2 separate regions of the Sus scrofa genome follow, and region 1 is linked to region 2. A link is a contact called in public Hi-C data. All regions are on one chromosome and are shown on one strand. Each heading gives the region's core, a stretch centred on a gene start, on an enhancer-like site or on the middle of the called end of the contact. The rest is flanking DNA. Distances are from core to core; before and after follow the strand shown. Region 1 has its middle 240 kb from the start of MREG. Region 2 has its middle 230 kb from the start of FN1.

Region 1 (5,237 bases), core at 432-2,931, 72 kb before region 2:
TAAGCATTCTGAAGATATTTCTGTAGGCCATCGGCCCCTGGATGGTGACAAGAGTAAGCATAGGAGAGAAGGTGAGAGGTGACTGGTTTATGGACAGGGAATTCTATATGAAGATATGAACACTAATGAAAATACTGCTATGAATTGCAAATGTTTGTAAAGCACTTTCTATGTGCCAAGCTGGCACTGTTCCAAGGGCTTTACATGAAGAAGGCTGGAGCCAAAGCCACAGACATCTCTTACTACGGACTAAATGCTTATATTCCCCCCACTTCAAATTCATTTGCTGAAACCCTAAGCCAAACGTGATGGTATGAGGAGGTGGGGCTTTAGGAGGGGATTAGATCATGAGGGAGGAGCCCTCATGAATGGAATTAGTACCCTTATAAGAGGAGACTCTAGGGAGCTTGCTTCCTCTCTCTGCTCTCTGCAAGAAGATGGTCATTTGCAAACCAGAAAGAGAGTCCTCACCAGAACCCAAGCACCTGGCACCCTGGTCCTGGACTCCAGATGTTTGTTGTTTAAGCCACCCAATCTATGATATTTTTGTTCTAGCGGTCCAAACTGACTAAGGCACCTCCTAACACAGGAGCGTTGATGGTGCAACTCGTAATAATTTAACACTTTGCCTTCATCCACCCCTCAGCATGAAAATGCAATATGCAGGGGATGAAGAGATGGGGGATGATTTATGTTTACTTTCTTTCCTTCTTATAGCCACTCACAGTTTTACCAAATACAGCTTGAAAAAAAGTAAATTTATGAAGCTCACCAGTAAAGGTGAATTAAAAGGGAAAGAGAGGGAGTTCCCACATCAGTGCAGTGGGTTAAGGATCCAGCTGTGTTTCTGTAGCAGCTTGGGTTGCTGTGGAGGCAAGTGTTCAATCCTTGACCTACTGCAGTGGGTTAAGGATCTGGCATTTCCGCAGCTGTGGTATAGGTCACTGCTGTGGCTTAAATTTGACCCCTAGTCTCCATCCCTGGACTGAGAACTTCCATTTGCCATGGGTACAGCCATAAATACATAAATTAATTAAATAAAGAGGGAAGAAAGAAGACATTTTTATTTCTTTCGTGAGGTCTGGTGACAAACTCTTTTGACCTTACACTGAATCCCTAAATTATTTCTATTCTACAATTGCCTCAGTTCCCTCTACCTGCCCCTTCCCCTCACCAACCACAGCTAAAATCTGGGGATGCACATGCTGATAAACCTAGTCCTGGGGCCCTCATAGAAATAGTCATTAAGAATTACCTCTCCCTTTGCCAACTGCTAAATGAACCAGTCATGGTGTATACTGGGACCAGATTGCAGATCTGTCTCAGAATGCACGGCTAATCCTCTCCTTCCTCCCATGGATAGGCCGACACGTCCAGGCTCTCCTTTCTGAATGTTAGTCTTAGCCCATCAGAAGCATGCACCCTACAAGAATTATAGCTTTATCCTTGATCTTGGGGAACCCCAGTCATATCCTGTCAAGAGGGTAACCGAGCAGAGGGATGGGAGAGGGTACTAAAGAGAGGATAGGACTGGGATAGTTAATCTATAATCTATCATAAGATTTGACCAAGCATCTCCAGGTGTGTGATTAATTCCTTTAAGCTGGAGAGATATGGGAAAGCTGATTACATACTGGGTTTCCATTTGGCCTATTGCTTACTGAGCAATAGGTCAAGCCCCGTTTAGCTGACCTTTGGAAGATCTTTCTTCCTGGAGGGCCAGTCCAGCAGGTAGGAAGCAGTGTTTAGAGACTGGCAAGTGTGACTTGGGGTTTCTGTCTCCATCTGATCTACATATTGGTAATATTTGTGAGTCAGAAAGTTAGGAAATTCCCATGTGCTTCATTTTTATCTGTCTTGGACTAGATTTGTGAGTTGCCATGAAGAAACTGACCAACCAATACAGTTCTCCCTCTCCTCCCCCCCACATGCTGCTACGTGCAGGACGAGGGCTGCAGGCTGATGTCAGTGCCCCTTCCTCTGACCTACTTCATGCTTCCCTGATGCCCTTTCTTCTTGGCAGCTCAGCGGCTGAGCAGAGGCCCCAGGCCTGTGACATTGTGGCACAAAATGCTGGGAAATCACAGTGAGAGCCCTGGCTGCCTTGTCCCCAGAACCCTGCCTACAACCTTAGCCTGACCCTCCAGGCTCCTGGTCCAGACTCACCCCTCATTGGGAAATTGAGTCCAGCATGGCAGGCCATGCACTATGAATCCCCCTGCTCTAACCTGATGCTCCGATTCTGGTAACTTGGCTTCTGCATTGACCTGTGACTCAACTGAGTCATTGTGTTGTCACTCTGGAGTTCTTTCTCTGCCCTGAGTCTCAGTTTGTTTAAGCCTAAGGTCATTCCTCTGAACTTTAGTTTCTTGGCTAAAACTTCATATGTAGCTTCCAGACTTCCCCTATTTTGATCATCATCCAAATAGGCTACTTGGTTCTGAACTTGTGTTTTGCCTTTTGCTTGGTGCTCATCTGCTTATCCATCAAGGCTGCTGCCTCCCCAGGCTCACTCTCCCCAGATCTGACCCCCCCTTTTCACTTAGGTGAACCTCCCAAGTTGCCATTGTATGGGAAACCTACAGATGGGGAGGGTCGTTGTTTACTAGCTCTAATTCTTGTTTATTTAAAAAAAATTTATCTAAGTATAGTTGATTTATAATCTTGTGTTAGTATCTGCTGCATAGGAAAAGGTCTCAGTTATATCTAGATATTCTTTTCCGTCATGGTTTATCACAGGATATCGAATATAGTTCCTTGTGCTATACAATAAGACCTTGCTGTTTATCCATTCTAGGTATAATAGTTTGCCTCTGTTTTTAATTATTTATTTTATTGAAGTATAATTGATGTATAATGTATTAATTTCTGCTGTATAACAAAGTGACTCTTTTTCGTATTCTTTTCCATTATGGTTTATCACAGGATATTGACTATAGCTCCCCATTCTACTAGATCCAATTCTTATACTCTACCATTTGCCCTGCTTCTGGGGGGATCTCTCACAAAGAATGGCTACTGGCATCATGTATTAATTAAAATTTATTTGGCTAGTTCCCAGTGTGGCTCAACGGGTTAGAAACATGACTGGTATCCATGAGGATGCGGGTTTGATGCCGGGCCTCGCTCCTTGGGTTAAGGATCTGGTGTTGCTGTGAACTATGGTGTAGGTCACAGACATGGTTCGGATCTGGTGTTGCTGTGGCTGTGGTGTAGGCTGGCAGCTGTAGCTCCAATTCGACCCCTAGCCTAGGAACATCCATATGCTGTGAGTGCAGCCCTAAAAAAGAAAAAAAAAAAAAGGAAATTTATTTGGTTAAAGGGAAAGAAACAGACATTGTCTAATTTAAGTAAAAAGGAAGTATTACTGGAAATATCTGAATTTAAAAACAAAGCACCAGGAGAGTAAGAAGTAGGGAAGCGCCAAAGATCTCAGCTTCATGAGTTCCTGACCAGCAGTTCAGGACACTGTGGCTCAGCCCCATGACCCTTGGTGGCTGTTTCTCCTCATACAGATCTCCACATTCCCAGGAAAGGCAATCTGATTAGCTTAGCTCCATCCAAGCATGCACCTTGTAAAAATCAGGTCTGGCTTCAAGTAAGGACATGGCTGCTGGGGTCCACCTCTTGGAATCAGGGCCAGTCCCCAGGAAGGGGCCAGGAGAGTGAACTGGGAATTGACCCCGAGGGTCATCCAGCAAGCGATGACAATGGCCTCACATGATTCTCCCTCTCTCCTGCTCCATAAGCCCAGCATTCATCTCTGCTCACTCTTGAGGATTCTTCAATGCTTTCAACAGAAGCTAGATTTTTTTTTTAACCCAAACATTAAATAAAAGAGGAAGGAACAGGCATTAGAAATCTGCTTTGTAAAATAAGACTTAACTGGTCTCCAGCTTGGGATCTCTTACAAGGATGCTGTCTTGCCTTGCTCAGAGTTGAGTCCATGTGCTTGAGGTTTAGCCATAACCAACAAAATGCCCCCAAAACAACTGGACAAAGTACAGAGGATACAAAGAAAGGCTAAACATGCTCTCCTCTTTGGCTAAGGACGGCCTTCAGAATGCCATTTTCTTGGCTTCCCCAGGTGAAAGGTATGGGACCAGCCTCTCTTCTCAGGAGTGAGCCCCTTCCCTTCTTGCAGGAGTGTGGTCCCCGCTGATGGCATCATGATAGTGTCTATCAGAGCACTACGTGATAATCCTGCCATTTATCTGCAGGATAGTCACATCTCGTAGCAGGAGATTTATTCTGTTACCCAAATGCTAGGCCATCTGTGACTTTGGTGCTGGCCTGTCTCAGTGTGGCTTGCTGCCATGACTACTGTGTAATGATCTGATTCAGAGTCCACACGTACTGATTACACATGGGTGGTCTGCCAGGTTCTATGGGCAGGGATTTGTACTTGAATGATCTAATTCATTACTGAACACAAATCCCATGAAAGCCTCTTGGAAAATGAGCATTGTGGTTGAGTACATTTGGTTAATACTGCCTGATATGTCTTTTTGAAGACCCAGAATGCCGATACCTCACTAAAGGCTCTAGAAGATGCAGAAAGGTAAATTGTTTTAACTCTGTGTAACCCAGCACTTCCCAAACTGAATGAGTAGTGGAACCTTCTTTTCTACCTATTTCCATCCTGCAGGATTGGCTTTCAATGGAACACTCAAGGAAATACAATTCAGTTTAATGCTCCCAGCATCTCTCTGCAACACATATTGTTATGCTCATGTTACAGTTGAGAAGACAGAGGTTCATCTTAAAGAGCTTGTGTATCATGACCCAAGTTTAGCCAGGGAGCAAGTGGCTCTGCAGACCTTGGAACCTGGCTCCCTTGACTCTAAGTCCAGGCCATACCTGGATCACTTTTTGCCATACATGGATCACTGGTTCCGGAACTTACCAAATGCTACTGTGGCCTTGTCTTAAGAGGTTCTGGCTGTTAGCTAGAGACCCAGGAGACCCCATGGTATAGTTCCTGTCTGAAGGTTTGCAGGTTCATGACCCAGGAAGGGCTGATATTTCAGTTCAAGTCCAAGGAGAGGAAAAAGCTAATTTCCCAGCTTGAAGGAACCTCTCTTATTTGAGAGAGGGTCAGGGGTTTTGTTTTATTCAGGCCTTCAACAGGTTGGCGAGGCCCACACACTAGGGAGGTTAATCTGCTTTACTCAGTTTATCATGTTAAATGTTAATTATGATAAAAAACCACCCAGAATAATGTTTGGCTAAATATC
Region 2 (5,663 bases), core at 220-2,719:
AGTCATTTCAGGAGACTTCTAGAATATAGATATATACTTTTTACCACATCTTAAACTCTAGGCAAAAAAAAAAAAAGCAAGACTTTTACCATAAAGTAACCCACCAAATAATCTAGATTTTAATGGGTACTCTAGAAAGCATCCAGCTCAGTTTCCCACCCAATAAATAAGTGAATGTACAGTAACTTCCTCAAGGCCTGGCACACATTAAGTGCTTAATAAGCATTAATTCCTCACCTTGTGTGAAGCTCATGGTGGGCTGTGGTCCCAGCCTTGACCAGAGCACTTTCACTTACTATGCTACAATTTTATGAAAGGTCCTTCGATTTTAAAAATGAACAGTTCTCCCTTGAAATGTAAACACCATGAAATCAGTGACTGTGTTTTGTTCAAAGTTGCATTCCTAGGGCCAGAATAAGGCCTTACACATGGCAGGTACTAGAAAAAAAAAAAACCTATGTTTTGAATATATAGATGAATGCATGACCAATTGTCGGAAAAGTTCGAGAAACAGCACTTTTTGCTTAAGTAATGGGTTAGGGATTCAGAGGAAGAGCTGGTATCCCAGCACAGCAAGCGGCCCTGGGGGGAATCCTTTGAAGTCATGTGACACTGGTAAATGAATGGTTCCCAAATCCCTGGTCTGCACCTTCTATCCCAATATGAGAATCCATGACAAATGTAGGATGAGCTTATCTCTGGATGAAATTTACAGGCAGCATAAGGAAAGCCTGAGAAAACCACCAACCATGAGATGAGCTGTGGCCTCCCTCCTTCTCTTCCTCTTCTTCAATCTCCCATCCCACTCCACAGAGAGCCCTGATTTGTAGCCAATCATCCTTATCTCTGCAGCATGAAATGACAGGAAATCAGGTCATCAAGGAATCCAGAAAATGAAAATTGAGAACAAAAATCTACTTCAGTTGGCAGTATGCCCAGGTGGGATTTGGTGCTTTGGGCAGCTGATTCTTCAATGAGGAAATAAAATGGGGGAGATCTAAAAAATTTAATGTATTTCATTTTTAAAATGAAATCAAATAGCCCTGTGTTATCTCCTATAACATTTATCAGTCCTTTCAGGAGGGCAAATTTCCTACAGAATATCTGAAAAGCATTCCATCACATAACACTACTACCAGCTTTCACAATTTAGGAAGAAAATCATCTTTCTAGGGCAAGAACCTCCAAGCCCACCCCTGCCATGATACTTCTGTTTGTTTGCAAAAGACTGGTTGTGTCCCTTGGGTGTTTGTTGATCAAAGTTCCAGTCGTACTGCTGAACGAGTGTTCCTTTTTTTTTTCCAAAGTGATTATTAAGCCACTTTAAAAACACTTTAACTTGTGGGTTTACCTCACTCTGTTTGAGTCCAAATTTCACAATAATATAATGAAGCAAGCCCTGTGGTGCTGTCTATGTCATTTTAATTTAGCAGGAAACCACAACCTTGTACATCTTTTCCAAGTGCCTCCCCTCGCCCCTGGCTCCATCCATGTCCAGTGCCGTCTGGCTTTTTTTCTGGCCTGAGTTTCAGCATTGCGTACTTACTTCATTAACCCTACAAGTCTTCAACTCTCCCTTATCACTTTGCAAACGAGTCTGCCCCCTATTCCTGATGTCAAATTGCAAACTCTTTTGTGTGCTTTCAATAATCGCCATTTTAATGTACAAACTGATTGGAATGCCCAAGAGCTGGTGTCATTTTTCTGTTTGCTTCAACGGGTATTTTGTGTGAAGTGTGAACTTGGGGAAACATAAAAAGAAAAAAATTAAAAAGAAAGACTGTAAGAATTGGGAAAAAAAAATCATGAACAATGTTTCAGGGAGTAAACCATGAATAAAGGACACATTAACCGATCTGGTATTTTCTTTATATCTTTTCTTTATGATTTGCTCCTGATGGAATGACTGAACATTTATTTAGACTTCAGATACTATCTTCACACTGTTTAAGCACTTGATTTACTTTAGCATTATTTGGCCAATTTTAAAAGGTACTTAATTGATGTTAAAAACATATTTTAAAAGCTATCACTAGTCGTTTCTCTTGGAAACATCCATTTCCAAAATTTTTCTGATTGTTTATGGCCCACAAAATGCATAGGGCCTTAGTTTTCATTCACGATGTTATAGAACTATCTTTTTTCATATTTCCAAAAAATATAACTACAGATATTTAATGTTTCTGATATACTTTATAAAAATGAATTCAGAAATTTCCATATGATTATTACCTAACTGCTACTAGTGATAAAGTGTTCAATTGCCCATATTGTGATAAGTGAGCACAGAAATAATATCTACTCTAATGATATTTTAAAGAACAATTCTTGGCATGTAATGTAACAGAAAGAGATGCAAACTGAGTTGATGAAGACTGGAGTTTTCTGTATGACCGTGGGAAAGTCCCCTGACCCCACTGGGCTTTATTAAGGTCAGAGAAGTTAGGAATTAAAACTAGGGTCATTCACCTCCTTTCACTTTTTCCCATATCTGCTTAAAAAAAGTTTACTTAATTTTTTTTTTTTCAAACAAACATTGGGAAATATCAAGCTAAACTTTAATGTTCACTACTTCCTTACCATCTTTGGTTTTCCTCTCTTAAAAATCCCTTTCTTTGAAGCTGTGAGATATATTTAATGAAGCAGCAATTTTTTTCCCTAGCTTTGACCTGAAAGGTAAATAATCTAATCTTGCATCATCAAAAGCCATTTTTTTTTCCAGAGCATTTATCTCATACTCAGAAAACAGATGTTAAATGCCAGAATGAAAACAAGTTATATACCAAAGTGCAAATCCTTGTCCTTTTGACTATTCAGAAAAACTACACATCTTTAGCTGACTGACTCCTGAAAAAAATTAAAAAGAAAGACTGTAAGAACTGGGGGGGAAAAAAATCATGAAATCAATTTAGTTTTAGTTCTGTCTTCCAGTTGAGTTTAAACTTACTCAACCTATAAGTGCAAACATATAAGTGCAGTTCTTCAGCTCTACTTTTTCTTGGTGTGGCTCACAGTGCTTCAAGTTTCCTTCTTTTGATGTCTCAAATTCTTACCATTTGTGAACACCTTTTCAATGTTTGAATCTGAATGTTGACTTGTTTCGGTGAAGAGGCAGAAGTCATAACTGCAGGTCAGCCGATATACTAGAAAAAGAAATCTGGAAGTTGCCAAAGGAAAGCATAAGGACACTGAAAAGCAAGAGATATCCTTTAGGAAACCAAAATTTAAAGAGGGAGGAATAAGAAAACCTCAGACATTCTGTAAGCTTTGCATGACACCCAAGGGCTCTTTTTTTTTTTTTTTTTTTTTTTTTTTCCATTTTGCTAAACCCATCTGTTATCTTGATTTATTAATTTTTTGGCAACACTTTTGACATACTTTTAGCCCTTTCTAAAAATAGAAGCTTTTTCTGATTTCCCTTAAAACATGAGTCACTGGATGGAAGTCAAGCAGGACAGGACAGTGGAGAGGAAGGAGATGGGAATGAGAAAGGAGCCTGATAGCAAGGCATTGCAGCGTAGCCGTGAGGTAACCATGCTGGGTGTGTGGTAGTGCTGAGCACCCACTTTACCAGCTACCAAGTCCTATGGCTATGGCTCTCTGATGTAAGTATATTGAAGCTACATGTTTTTCTAGTGGTAGATTTGTCCTAAATAACACACATTCCCTAGTCTGAGCCTCACTGGGCAAAAAGGGTAGATGTTAAAAATGCCCTCTGCTCAATTATTAGCAAAAAAAATTTTTACAATGGAAATTTTAGAAATGGGGCCTTTTGGGAAGAAGTGGTATTATCAAGACATTGTATAAATAAAAGTTATTACGCAACATCTGTGTGTTGGGGCGGGAGGGGTAAGCAGAAAAATAAACCAAGGCAGAGAAAGGAAGTGAGAATGACAGGGAATCAGGGAACAAATTTCTCTAAGAAAGGATGACTAAATTACAGGGAACATGGGTTAAAAAAACTGACCAACCAACCAACAACAACAAAAACCCTCCAAAAAACAAAAACAACATCAACAACAAAAGCCAAATGATTTGAATGTATAATTGAGTTTGGGAACCGTAAATATAGAATTGGGGGCTAACTCTGCACTGTTTATTTTCCTTTAACCATAGTTATTAAAATATAGGTTTAAAAAAAATAAGTTGTTATGCTAGTATTTATTTAACTATTCTCATCCTATTCTGTAAAAAAAAGGATGTAAAGGCTTTATCAGTTTGGATCATTCTTTTTCAAAAAGAGATATCAATAGACAGCCTTGAGTTATCCCATCTCAATTCTGTTGAATCCTATGCCCTCTTCTCTGCCTCCAAATGAGGTTAGCACTGGGGGCTGATAGTATCTAAGAGAAAAGTAAACCTATTTACAAGGCTGTGGAGAGAGAAGTATTAAAGAAAATGAAAATTCTATTTCATACCTGGGTGAATTAATCAATTAACTTGAAATATGGCTAAGTTCCTTACCTGTTTATAAAGGGTATCTCCAGAATGCTAATACAAGCATAACATTTAATAATAAAATATAAGAAATATTTTCTTTCAGTTCAGCAATAAGACAAGGATGCCTGCTGTTGATGCTCTCTTTTAACGTTTTTTAAGATCATAGTCATCAGAATAAGGCAAAGAGAACAAGTTCTAAGTAATGGAAAGGAAGAAATAAAACTGGTAGTATTCATAGATGATATACATGGAAAACCTTTGAGGATCTACTGAAAAATTATTAAATTAATTACAGCATACAACAAGGTTGCAGTATGTAGTATCAAGATACAAAATACCACTGTTGCCTTCTTTGCTAGTGACAAATAGGAAAATTTCATTTTTAAAAATTGACATTTATATAGCTACACCCCTTTCCAAATATGAACAAAATATAACAAAATTTGGGCTAGAGATTTATAAATACATTTACATAACTTTATTTAAAGGCAATTATAGAGGCCTCAATAGATGGAGAGAAAAAATATTTAAAGGAACATACCATATTATAAAGATGTCTTTTCTTCCCAAATTAATCTATAAATTCAATGCACTCTCAATTAAAATTCTGTAAAGAGTATGTGATAACTCAATTCTAAAATGTATATAAAATAGGAATTCCCTTGTGGTGCAGTGGATTAAGGATTTGGCATTGTCACGGCAGTGGCTCAGGTTGCTGCTGTGGCTTGGGTTTGATCCCTGGCTAGGGAACTTCCACGTGCTGCTGACATGGCCAAAAAAAAAGAAAGAAAGAAAGAAAAGAAAAGACAGAAATCCCTACTCCCTCATGTCAATATAAAATAAACATGTCAAAGATTCCATTTTTTAAAAAAATAGAAAATAAAATATATTTAAAATAACAAAGGTACAATGAAAGTCACGCCAGTTTTGAAAAAGAGCATGTTAGAGGGACTATGTTTTAATATAAAAAATTATTATAAGGTTTCAGTAATTAAGATGAGGTGGTACTATTCAAGAAAAAACATATATACTAATAAAACACAATACAAAAATATGACGGGGGTGGCTAGCTAGTGGTAAAATACATAGTATTTAATGCATGATGCTAGGACAGCTAGTTGTTTATATGGAACAAAATGAAACTGAATCTTTACTATACATAGAAATCAACTGCAGATTTAGAAACAAGACTAAATTTTCCAAAAGAAAATTAAGAGAATTCT

What was found. A called contact is a pair of places that touch in the nucleus more often than the background predicts.
Region 1: a contact with region 2 is called in a Hi-C map of liver, with 3 times the contacts expected there. The contact joins two enhancer-like sites. A contact is called at or near these places in 1 of 5 promoter capture datasets (liver) and 5 of 47 Hi-C or Micro-C datasets (liver and skeletal muscle).

Annotation. Positions count from the first base shown.
Region 1 is chr15:118,033,430-118,038,666 of Sscrofa11.1, reverse strand. No RefSeq gene overlaps it. Among named protein-coding and RNA genes, the nearest start is that of MREG, 240 kb to the left of the region's middle. Within about 2 kb of position 1,681, at least 2 of the 83 cell types and tissues checked have an H3K27ac peak or open chromatin away from gene starts, as enhancers often do. A contact at or near this core is called in liver, where this site is marked.
Region 2 is chr15:117,960,472-117,966,134 of Sscrofa11.1, reverse strand. No RefSeq gene overlaps it. Among named protein-coding and RNA genes, the nearest start is that of FN1, 230 kb to the right of the region's middle. Within about 2 kb of position 1,469, at least 6 of the 83 cell types and tissues checked have an H3K27ac peak or open chromatin away from gene starts, as enhancers often do. A contact at or near this core is called in liver, where this site is marked.